3 separate regions of the Gossypium hirsutum genome follow, and regions 1 and 2 are each linked to region 3. The links are chromatin contacts, called in public Hi-C maps. All regions are on one chromosome and are shown on one strand. The core of a region is the stretch at or near the end of the contact, and the rest is flanking DNA. Distances in the headings are between cores, read along the strand shown.

Region 1 (4,033 bases), core at 39-2,538, 180 kb before region 3:
ATTATTAATTTTATATTCAAACATTAAATCTTACGTGACATAAATTAATATGAAAATTTTAAAGAAAAAAAAATGTTGTAAAAATCTCGACTTTGATGTTTTCATAATTTTTATAGAAATTATTGTTCACTTTCTTTCTTTCTTTCTATTTTACTTTATTTTTACCTTTTAATTTTTAAAAGTCATGAGAAAACATTTTATTCTTTTTATTTAAATTTTTATTTTAAATTATGTCACGTAAAATTTAATATGTCATTTAATGGTAAATTAACATTTTCAATAATGAAAAGGTCTAGTTGATTTAACATCAATAATTTGAAAGTGTAATTAGAATGTTTTAAAATTTGGGAACCAATTTAAAAAATGACCATAATTTAAGGGTGTTTAGTACAAACTAACTCTTCTATTTATTTTAAAGATTTTTTATAGTTAACTGTCATTGTATAGATTTATATAGGGGCAATATAGATAAACTATATAGGGGTCCGGTTCTAAATAAAAATTAAAGGGAAGTTATAAAAATAAATTAGTTAATAAGTTTAAAATGTATAAAATCACTTGGATGTGAGAAGATAGGAGGTAAATTTCATTATCGAACCACTCAATAATAAAGAAAGTAGAGACATAGGCGTAGAAGTTATGAGATGTAAAAACAAACTTTTTAAAAGTGAAAAGTTAAAAGTAAATTTAAGGAATATTTTCATATGTGTATTTTGTTTTGTAAAATACATACATTAATTTATATTCTCAATCTAAAAATGCACATACAATTTTATCTATAATGTTTTTTTACCAAATCCTATAATTTATTCTTTTTACATTGTATATGTTCCAATATTTTTAATTACAAATAAATTTATCTAAAATATTAATAAATAATAATTTAGGTATATCAAACCAATCTAATTAAAAAAAAAAAAAACTTTTCTTTAAGCTCCTTCAAACCATACCTGTCAAACTTTACCGGGTGAATTGATAAGGCATCTGTGTAATGGAATAAAAGAAGAAGAAGCATCTCTTACAGTGGGTCCATGTTTGTACGATTATGTATCCCAAGAGTAATTGAATTTTCTTTTTTTATGATTTTAAGTTAAAATAGCCTTCACAAAATTATATTAAAAATTCTAAAACAATATAGACATAATAATTCAATTATTAAAAAATGTATTTAAAATTAAAATTAAATTCAAACTAGAAAAACATCATGTGAAGTTGTCACAAATAATAAAATAAAAATTATATAACCTTAAAATCATTACTTATGACAGTCTTACCCTTCAAATTATAAGCTGAGCCTTTGAACTTAATTATTTTTTATTATGTACCAACCAAAAACAAATTTTCGTTAAACCAACCTATTTCGAAACTCTCTCTAATCCACTCTATGTTATTGTCTGAACTCTAGAAGGTGGCTAAGCAAGCAGCCTTTAGTTTGTTGCCAATGACATCCCACCAACTCAGTAGTCACAAGAATCTCTAACTCTTCTTCCGCCTTTACATAAAAAAATCCCAGTAACAGTAGTCCATATTTTTCTTGGTCTTTAAAGTTTGACCTCGAAGTCCTAACACTAAAGGTATGATCTTCAAACTATGGTTCCCGGAACATAGTTTACAGTCACCACAAATTGTTTTCATGCTCATCTTGGTTTCCCTTTAGCTTCTGGGTTCTTGTTATTTGTCGAGTTTCAATTCTGGGTATTTTGGATTTGTGTTTATTTTGTTGTTTGTTGTTGAATTTGATGGTTTTGAGTCTCCTTAGGAGCTCGAAAGTTCAAGCTTTTATGGTTTGTTCGTTGTCTTTTCGACCTTGAAATTTAATTCAGACTGGTTTCTATGTGTTCAATCAAGAGCATCAAAAAGGAACTAGTTTTATAAATCTGGGATAATTGCTTAGCTTCCTTCAGAGGGGACATGGAAAAGCATAAAAGAAAGAGGAACTAGTGTTTATAAATCTGGTGAAGGGTGTAAAGGTAAACATTTTTCTGGTTAGAAAAAAAAAAAAGACCATTTACGTATTATGAATGGGGGGAACACTGAAAGATAATGATGGTTTGATTTCTCTTCACTGATTTAAATGTTGTGATTACATGAGCTGCTGACTGCTGTATAATTTGGCACCTGGATTCGATGTTAAGCTCCTTAATTTTCACTATTCTATAACTGGTTCATGGGCATTTCAATTTGTTCATGATCTGAACTTGTGTCTTCTTCATATTTTTGTTAGTCCTGTTAGATTATTATTACTTTGTAATTCCTAAAAGTTATTGAACTGCTGAATTTCCAGCGACATGCTTACCTTGCCTTTTAACTTTGGCGAGTTATGGACTTTCCTCCCTTTGTGTGTTGGAAATCATGATCCCACATCAAAAACTCCATGATTTTATTGCGATGTCATCTCTCTTGAAAATGTAAATATCTGACTGTTGCATCTTTCAGTGCAGCTGTATAAAGGAGAAGCTTCAAATCTCTTAATGGCTCAAGATACCTCTTCTGTTGCTGAATCACCTCGACGGCGCTCTGGTCTTCTGCGAGACCAGGTGCAGTTGATTAAAAGAAAAGACTGTGATCGCTATGAGATCGTTCCAATCGAAGATAAACTTTCCTTCGAGAAAGGTTTTTTCATTGTAATTCGTGCATGCCAATTATTGGCTCAAAAGAATGATGGATTGATTTTAGTTGGAGTAGCTGGGCCATCTGGAGCTGGAAAGACTGTGTTCACAGAGAAGGTGCTCAACTTTATGCCCAGTATAGCTGTCATAACCATGGACAACTACAATGATGCTAGCCGTATCATTGACGGAAACTTTGATGGTAAGAATTAGAGTCCTTAACATTTTTAAAACTTTCATGTAAGGTGATCCCATTTTTGATTAAGGTGCTTTGTTTTTATGTATGGGAACAATGGATGCCTCCCAATATTGCTTGCTGACTTTGGTGGTTGACAATTAGCAGCACAGTATGCTTTTGAAAGTTTCTATGTTAAGAGCTGCTGTTTTATCTGCTAATGCTGTTGCATTTCAGATTGAAATAAAATTTAGGAGGCAAAATTGATGGGAGATAATTATTTCTAATTATATAAAACGGAATACAAAATGTGCAGTAAAAGCAATATGTGCTTAAGCTCATTTTTGTTAGCAATAGCATTCTATAATTTGATTCAGGATATCTTTAAGCAAAAAAATAATTATAATTAATGGGAATTTTCATTAGTTATAGCTACTTAAAACATAACTTGTAGAATCCTTTCCAATGCAATGGTATATTTAGTTCTAAATATTGGGTAGTTGGAAAGCACAAGGCAAATATGGCCTTAAGATTACTTCATTTGAAATCAAGATGTTAAAATAGATGCTTGGTCATATAGAGGGGAAAATGGATTAAGAAGCATATGTTGAGATAGATGGGCAGCCAAATAAGAAATGGACGATCTTTAGAAAGTAAAACTGTAACAGTTAAGGATGAACCGATAAAATGACCACTGGGTGGATTGGTCATGTACAATCTAAACCATGAAGAGAGCTAAACATAGACCAAGAACATATTTCTTGAAGCAGCAAGGCTAGATTTGGCAGCTTGAGATCTCTTGATGTAGCCTTTGATTGGATGGAATTGAATCCTTCTTAGTTATTATTTATTTTACATACTAATTGCATTTCTTTAATTTTAGATTTTTTGATCAACATTTTAAACTGGTCCTACAGATAACTTGATTGTTTGGTATATGTAACACTAATGCCTTACTCTGTGGCACGCATTGTGCCAATGTGTGGGATCCATTTTCTTTACTAGAACAATTTTGTATTGCAATGGCTGGAGGAGGATGCATGGTAAAGCTCTGATTATTGTAGTATTATGAAACAGACCCACGGCTGACTGATTACAACACACTGCTTGAAAATATTCACGGTTTAAAAGCGGGGAAACCTGTTCAAGTTCCAATATATGACTTCAAGTCTAGCTCTCGCATAGGATACAGGTTCCCTATCTCTCTTTTATTTTTTGCTATTGCTTTAAGACATAGAAGCTCTTTTCA
Region 2 (4,304 bases), core at 184-2,683, 150 kb after region 3:
CATGAAAAAGAAAAACAAAAATTCAAGCGATTTCAGGAAAAGCTAGTTGGTTGAGATTGATGTTGAAAAGCGGACGCGGCTTGATATAGTGATCGCTCATATCAACGATGGAGGACGAGTGGGCTTGATCTTGCTGGTCTTTAATTCGAATGGTCGAATAAGGGGAAAGGGTTGTGGTGATGAACATGAAAAAGCTTTGGGTGTACATGCAATCGATAGCATGGTAGCAGCTCTATCCCTAGAGTTGGTGTTGCTGGTTCGAGGTCTTTATTAATGAAGACCCAAAAATAGGGAAAAGTCACGAGAGTTTGGGTTGATATTTCCTGATATTATCGTCCATGTTTTTATTATTTCTTTATAAATTCTAATATTTTTTTTGTAAATTTGCTTTAAGAGTAGGATATAAAAATCGAAGACTAAATTTATTGTTATACCTTACATATAAATATTAAAGGATAATTTACTCATTTTCTTAATAAATAAGTTAAAATGTAATCTAAAATACGGTACAGGGAGTTTTATGGTACTTTTACCGTAACTTTTCTAATTTTGCTTTTTCATTTTAATGGATTTATAATATATATTCTTAAATTTCTTAACCCACTTTTATAACCAAAAAAGATGCCCAGTTTCATCCTATATTTATCCCACAAATTAATATTTAAAATTTTATTTATACATACATAATAAAGATTATATTTTTAAAATAAATATTTGAGAAAACAAATAATTTATTTTATAGCTTTGTTTTATTTAAAATAATGTTGCGGGGTTTGATAAATTGAAATTTTAAATGTTAAAAAATTAAGTACTAAAATTTATAAGTGTTGAATTTATATTAAAAGATTATTTGGTAAATTAATAAATATAAGTACGGAATATAATTATGTTGTTTGATAAAAATAAATATTGATTCTAAAATATTGTTTATTTATTAATTTTAATTTTATTAATATATTATTTTGTATAATTTTAAATAAAAGATAGACATGATAATTTGTATAATTTTAATTTTATTAATATCTCATTTTAAAAACAGAAGATAATTTATTTTAATTATTTAATAAGATAAAATTGAATTAATTTATCTTAAACATTTTGAATATAAGTAAAAAATTATGAAATGAGGATTAACTAACTTAATGTACTGCTTTACCATGATGTTAATCAACACTTAAACCAACCTTAACTAAACCAAACGTTGACCAAAAGGAGAAACAGATAAACCGAACGATATTCATCGATTACCGTCACTCAGATTCCGAAACAAAATTCACTTTGCCCCTAAAAAAAGCCATGCATGGCAGCTGACGACTTTACCCTTAACGGCTGAATACAACTTTATTCTTCTTCATACTTCTTTTAGTTTTCTTCTTCTTCTTCTTCCTTCGGCTTCCATTTTCATTGTTTCTTCTCTTTTATGCAAACCATGAACCCCTCCTCCTTTCCCAAGCTACCGATCCTTCTTAAACCTTTCCTTTCTTTCTCTCTTTCTTTCCCTCTTCTTCCTAGCCTTTTTAGCCTCCCACTCCTACTCCCCTCTCCTCCGCCTCAGAACCGCCCTTCAGACCCACACTATCCCACCTTCCAGAGCCGGAAACGGCGGCGCTAGCCTCCGTATACGGCCGGGTTACTCTTCCTACAACGCTTACATCGAGCGTCAGCTCAACAAAACCCTTAACCCGAAACTCCGAAAGATATGGACGACACGCGATTGGGACAGGAAAATCCGGGTCTTCGCCCGTTTTTTCCAAAGCTTGAAGCAAAGAAACCTCATTTTCAACTATTCCAAGGCGTTGTCTATCGGAGCTAGAGTTGGGCAAGAGGTGGCGGCGATGAAGCTGGTCGGAGTGTCGGACTCGGTCGGCATAGATTTGGTGCCGTGCCCTCCGCTTGTAATGAAAGGGGATTTCCATGCACAGCCATTCGAGAACCAGACCTTTGACTTCGAGTTCGAGTTCTCCAACGTGTTCGATCACGCGCTGTACCCGTGGAAGTTTGTTGGGGAGATCGAAAGGACGTTGAAGCACGGCGGGGTTTGTGTTCTGCACGTGGCGGTGCTGCGGCGGGCGGATAAGTACTCGGCCAATGATTTGTATAGCGTTCAACCATTGGTGGAGTTGTTTAAGGAATCGGAGCTTTTGGAGGTGAGCAAAGTTGATGCATTTGGTCTCGATACTGAGGTTGTTTTTCGGAAGAAGAAGAAGAAGATTGAGAATTCTTAGTTGATTTCTATTGTTTCATCTTAATTTTTCCAAATTTTTTTTCTTTCAATCCATTAGTTTTATTGTTTTTAATCAAACGGTTACATATTGTTGAGACTTGAGACTTAATTGATCAATCGTTTTTCCATGCAAATTTTACTTTTAATTAATCAATATAGTAATTATATTTTTAAAACAACATTAATTCTTGAATATAATTATGATATAAATCATTAAATCTATATAGGGAAAGCTAACAATTTTTTTTAAGAATAAAAAATATAATTTTACAATGATATTAATTTTAAATTTTATATAGATTTTAGGAGTTTATGATAGCTACAAAATAAAATAAAATCAATATAATTCATAAGAATCGAAATATAATCTCATAAAACATAAAAACTATACATAATTGAGATTGGATAATAACACATAATTGAGACTTGAACTTAAATAAATGTCAAATCCCTCTAGCATTTTCTTAAAAAATAGTATAAACCAACCCTCCAAAATAAAACTCAAGACGTAAATGGCAGTCGCTTGTTGGAGGGGTTTGGTTTATGTTTATGTTTATAGTGGTTGCTTTTGTAAAGGGGACAAATTGGCAAAGAGACGAGCAAAAAAGGTTGAAAAAGGAAACCTGTGATTCAGGGACCGAATCCAACTATGAAACTGGAAAAAAGAGAAATGTATTGTTTTTAGTCCTAAAGAAACAAACAAATTGATGAGGCACCGAAAAGCGACCATTAAATTTTTTGAATATTGAAAATTATTAAATAATATATACGTCTTTTTCAGCCCAGCAATACCCGTTGGGGGTGAAATAGAATTATTGGATAAGGAAGAAATAGAGAGAGAGCATGTTAGATGTAGGATGATGGGGCGTATCGTAGAGGGCAAAATGTGGGGCATGATTAATTTGCATTGGGTGGGTGCGTTGGAATTATCATTCTTAATTATTAGATTAGTTGTAGAAATAAATATGAAGAATTGGATAAAAAAAACTATTAGATGTGGGATGATTGGGCGTATAGTGGAGGACAAAATGTGGAGTATGATTGATTTAGGTAGCTATATGCATTGGGTGGATGTGCTGGAATTATTAGTTGTAGAAATAAAAAAGAAAAGAAAAACAGCTAATCATTCATGGAACAAATTGCAGCAGTTGGTTCATGAAGATAGAAATGTAGATATTTAAAAGAGTTAGATGGAGAGTGGAGAGTAGCATGCAAGAAAGATGATATTGATAGATAAAGGTAAGCATTCGTTGGCATGAAATTGGGGGAGAGTTTGTTGTGGAATTTAATAGGCCTACGTTTGTATAGCTATTGATTAACGCTTCGCATAGACTATATAGTGGAAGACGTCTCGTGAATTTTAGTTTTATGTGATCTTTTATCGAGCTGTGGAAACCATGGCTTGCGTCAGAATTCCGTTAGGACGGACCACACCATAGCCCTATGGTTATGGGCTTATGGCTATGCTCATTCATAATCCAATCTATACAACTCTATATAAAGGAACTCATACTTTTTTTCACACGTGGCCACCCACACCTTTTCTTTTTCTTCTTTTTACATTTAAATTTTAATTTGAATACTTTAATTTAAACATAATTTTACTTCTTTATTTTTATAATTTTATTAATTAATTTTTTAATTTTCCAATTAAAATATTTCATAATTATATATCTTACGAGTTTTAAAAATTAACATGTATCTTCCTTTTTTTTATTAGGTTTATGATGCTCCTTTTAATATTTAAAATAATGGTCAAATTTTAATTTTGGACTCTAAACCATGCTGAAACTTAAAATTAAATCTATTATTTTAATTTTAATATAAGTTGAGCTCTTTATTTTTATAATTTTATTAGTCAATCTAAATAATTAATATCTATCATGATGAATTCGAATCGGTGATTTTAAGAAAAAAATTCATATTTTCAATGTTGTTTCTTTTGTTATATGATTATCAAGTGATTTTGTTTTTAATTTTAAAATATCACACTAGAAATTTTAATAGAAGAAATTTAATGGTGATAAAAAATACACCTAAATTTTTAAATCTAAAAAGTAGAGAGACTAAATTTTTAAAA
Region 3 (4,285 bases), core at 373-2,872:
AATAGAGAAGCAAAGGCAACTTATAACGCACCTGTCATAAGACAATGTAGGCACCCCACTCCACCAACCCCCTATAGAAAACATAAAACAGTTTTAATATATGTCCTGAAAGCGGACCAAATTGGTTTTATCAAGTAATCCTACATTAGGTAAACCATTAATATGATCTTCCTAGAAGTCGGATGATGGAAAAGAATCAAGAGATACCCATCACAAAATTGGTGGCTTTTCTGGAAAGGGTTCCAACGTCAAATTTATTATCAACTTCAAAGATCGGTACCCAGGTGGAGCCCTTAACCCATGCCTTCAAAACAGTGTAAGAAAACATGAATATGTTCCAATCACAAATAAAGTGACACCAACCTTGGAGATACCACGCAACATACAATTCCCTAAATAAGAAAGGGATGAAATGAAAAAAACAAGAATTTGTTGTTTTTAGATACCAATTACTTACCACTTTCCCAACAATAATCAATACCTTAAAGAAATATGCCTATGTAATGCTTTAAACATGGTATTTCAAAAGAAACACGGATTGAAAACAAAACCATAATTTATGATACAATGAATAATAAGACTAGAGTAGCTTCAATCTAGAAGACAAGGGAGCTAAGAGACTAGTTGTAACAATCATGTTTGCGAGATTAAAGTTAAAAGAGAAGTGATTAATTACTTTCTCGCGCTCACTAGACGGGCGAACATCGAGTAGAGGCTTGTTTGAAAGTTGAATTGCATAACCTGCCTCTCTAGGTGTAAGAATCTTTACTTTTCCTTCCCTAATCTGTAAACACAATGCAGCTAAAACTTACTGCTAATAAAGCAAGAAGCCCCCATATTAAAGCTCAATTTACTAGATTTAGCATTGTCATGAGAATCATCCTCATTAGACATGTACAAGGAGGGGGGGTACTTTATCAAATATGGTAGTGAGGATTCAAGGAAAAAAAATCAGATAAAAGAAAAAAGAAACGAAAACTTAAAGCTGAGGAATAAAGAAAATATACCATAGCATCCCATCTTTTCTTCGCAGCAGCCATATCTCTCATTTGTTTCAACTCAAAATCTTCTTCACCAGCTTGCATTCGAATAACCCCACATTGCTAAATTCACAAGAAAACAATAATTTAAAAAAAAAACAACAAAAGAAACCAAAGGAGAAAACAATAAAACAAATTTGAATGAACCCAAAACCCATTAATTTGATTGGCTGGAAGAGAAGCATACAAAACGATGCAGAGTGACACTTGGATGTTTGAAGGTTGACATACTTGGAGTTGGAATTGAAGAGTTCAAAAAAGGAGCTTTCTGGCTATGAAGGCGCGAAATGGTTAAAGAACTGAGAGAAGGAAAAGCCAAAGAAGCCATTGTTATGGTTGTTTCGAGATTTTTCTGTCTAAAAAAAAAAGGTCAATTTATCAGTTGAATTTTTGCTTCATCCTTTCTGGGTTGGGTTCCTGGAGGATCATTATCCGAAAATCCAACTATCCAATTCTTAACGCCTTCATGCACGCCATTAACGACGTCGTTTTTTTTGATTACTTATTTCTCCCTCAAATTTATAAAAAAAAAATTATTATAATCATTCATTTAATTTTTTTAATACTTGAACTTGACAAATCTATATATATATAAACATTTTAAAAGATATGAAAAAGTTATAAAGATTATAAAACCAAAAATAAATTATGGAAAATTTTTGTTATTTGAAAAGTTTGGATTTGATTTTAATGGCAGCTTAGAATATATTGATGATCAGGTAATTATATAGGTGTCTAGTAAGTATTCTAAAAAACAATAAAATTATGGCTTGGTAACTAAAGATAAATGGTAAGTAATAATTTTGATTAAAGAGAAGTGATGCGAGAGAAGTTAATAAGGATTGATTGATGTATGATGGAGGATAGAGTATGAGAAAAAATAAAAAATAAGTAATCATTTTTTAGTTAATATTTGGTACATTAGTAGTATAATTTTCTTATTCCATAAATAATCTCAAGTAGGTTTAAGGGATTGACAAGTATCTCATAGGATATAGTAAAATATTAAAAATATATATATATACATGTTAATTTTTTAACTCATGGAATAAAAATGTTCATTGTCAATATACTAAATATTCACCCTTTTATTATATTTTATAAGACACTTATGAAGTCCTTAATCTTCATTGTACAAACTAAAAACTCTACTGGACTCCATCATCGACATTTTTCTACATCAAATATCATGTTGAGCCTTTATATTATTAAAAATTTTCTATGTCACATATTATGATAACACTTGACGATACGTTAATATTTTAATAGAAAAAGAAAAAACAATATTTCAATAGCTCAAATGATTATATTTTTTTACGAAATACTCAATTAATTCTTTTAATTATTTTTGAAAGATTTTTTTTAGTATTTAAGCCTAATCTAAACTAAATGATTTTAATTAAAATGAATAAATGTAAAAAACAGAAAAAGAAAAAATAACTGCAGTAACTGAAAATAACCGTGGGTAAAGCGGTTATAAGACAAAGATATGAAAGCAGTTGAAAGTGGAATAAAGGTTGAAGTGGATTACGGGTGTCAAATTTTAAAAGAAAAAGTAAGACTGAATGGAAATATCTCAAGAGTCATCAAAAGGAAACTTCCAAGAACCAACCAACCAACCAACCAAGCCGACCCAACCCATCTTCTTCGCCGCTATTTCTTTACTTTTACCGCTTACAACGCATGGTCTTCTCCCTCCACTCACTTCTCTTTCTTTTCTCTTTACTCACCCAATTCTTCACTCTTTTGCTTAAAAGGTGAACAAATAATTAACCCTGTTCCTTACTTTTTTTTAAATATATTTTTAGTTTACAACTTTTGTTCCTCACTTTGAATCTGGGTTTCTTTTCTTTTGTTTTGGTGAATTTTGTTCAATGGATGTAGAGTTTGGAACATTTGAAGGTTTTTATTTGCTTCCTGTGTTTTCGGCTACGATTGTTTATACATCTGAGATCTTGTTTTAAACGTAGTTAGATTCTTAATGCAATTCATCCCACCCCCTTTCTTTTGGGTCTGGATTATAACAAGATTTATGTTTGTGTAAAGTGTGTCTGTTCAGTTTGGGTTCTTTATGAGTATGCTTCCTTATAATGTCGAAATTATAAGCTTGAAAATCTCATGGAGGTATGATAAGGAATCTTCGGTGTGGCTTAACATCTGGTGTTAATAGTGTAGCAGCATTTCTGATTGTTGCATTTTGAAGCAATAAGTATGTGATTGCTTCTATAATGTTAAAAGCGTTGACCTTTCTATTAATTAACTTAAGTTTATCCGGATAAATGCATTACTGAATCCCAAAGAAAACGGGGCAAATTAATGGCATATAATTTGATAACCTTGCAGATAGATGATGGAGATGGGATAGGCGTTAAGTGACACTGCATTTGCCTCAGAATTGAAACTTGATAGGTTTTTCTTTTCCTGCTATTTTCATTGTTGATTACTTGCTACTTCTGATCACAACTTGGTATGGAAATGGGCCTTTCTATGTGAAACTGGTACCACTTTTCCAAAAAAGCTGGCCATTGTCTTAATCTTAATAATAGCACATAATCAACTGAGTTTAAACCTGTTATTTGTTTCAAAATTATGTATAATACCTGCGAAAATACATTATTGCTATTTACAGTTAACTTGGGTTCTTTGCTGCATTCATGTTCGCATATGTTGAATTTTGCAGAATATATATCAATTATAGAGCTGATGGGTGGCATAATATCAAAACGATCGACCACATCACAGTCCTCATCTGTAGCTTCTAATTCATATTCATGGGATTCTCATAGATATGCACAGCCATCAAATGCTCCCTCAGGCCAAGACTATGTTCCAGAGCAGCGTTATGCCCCTCCACATCACAGTTATGGCAGTCATGCCCCAGAGTCGAAGAGGAGGTTGGAGAGAAAATTTTCGAAGATAGATGATAACTACAACAGCTTGGAGCAGGTATACTGTATTTGTAATTCCCGGTGATTTAAATGCAAGAAATCTTCAGTCAATTTGAGAATTGCGGAGCATGTTCCTCGCAGGAATACACTTAGAGACACCCGTTTTTGTTATTTATAGGATACATAGATATACACTACAAAAAGATTAAAACTTCATATCAACATTGGAATTGGCATTGTTATGTTATTTGGCTAGCCAATATATATACAGATTTGGTAAGTAAAGTTTGTTCAAGTCCTCTTTTCCCACAGGTCACCGATGCCCTGGCCCGTGCTGGCCTGGAGTCTTCGAACCTT

Evidence for each region. Hi-C and Micro-C count contacts between places; a contact is called where the count stands out from the background.
Region 1: a Hi-C map of leaf shows a contact between it and region 3, with 2.7 times the contacts expected there. The contact joins the promoter of LOC107951196 here to the promoter of LOC121211049 in region 3. A contact is called at or near these places in 11 of 34 Hi-C or Micro-C datasets (callus, hypocotyl, leaf and 1 more).
Region 2: a contact with region 3 is called in a Hi-C map of leaf, with 3 times the contacts expected there. The contact joins the promoter of LOC121211057 here to the promoter of LOC121211049 in region 3. A contact is called at or near these places in 2 of 34 Hi-C or Micro-C datasets (both in leaf).

What each region holds. Positions count from the first base shown.
Region 1 is chrA12:99,248,537-99,252,569 of Gossypium_hirsutum_v2.1, forward strand. LOC107951196 (inorganic pyrophosphatase TTM1) reads left to right here and starts at 1,289. Exons shown (of 12, transcript XM_016886141.2): 1 at 1,289-1,574; 2 at 2,442-2,811; 3 at 3,862-3,976. The coding sequence starts at 2,472.
Region 2 is chrA12:99,578,019-99,582,322 of Gossypium_hirsutum_v2.1, forward strand. It overlaps LOC121211057, which reads left to right and starts at 1,434. Exons shown (of 1, transcript XM_041083263.1): 1 at 1,434-2,321. The coding sequence starts at 1,434. The coding sequence ends at 2,225.
Region 3 is chrA12:99,431,188-99,435,472 of Gossypium_hirsutum_v2.1, forward strand. LOC121211049 (rhodanese-like domain-containing protein 11, chloroplastic) reads right to left here and starts at 1,623. Exons shown (of 10, transcript XM_041083253.1): 1 at 1,228-1,623; 2 at 1,008-1,103; 3 at 677-784; 4 at 208-304; 5 at 32-71. The coding sequence starts at 1,368. LOC107946581 (E3 ubiquitin-protein ligase RGLG2) reads left to right here and starts at 2,548. Exons shown (of 13, transcript XM_016880978.2): 1 at 2,548-2,797; 2 at 3,384-3,449; 3 at 3,721-3,986; 4 at 4,241-4,285. The coding sequence starts at 3,744.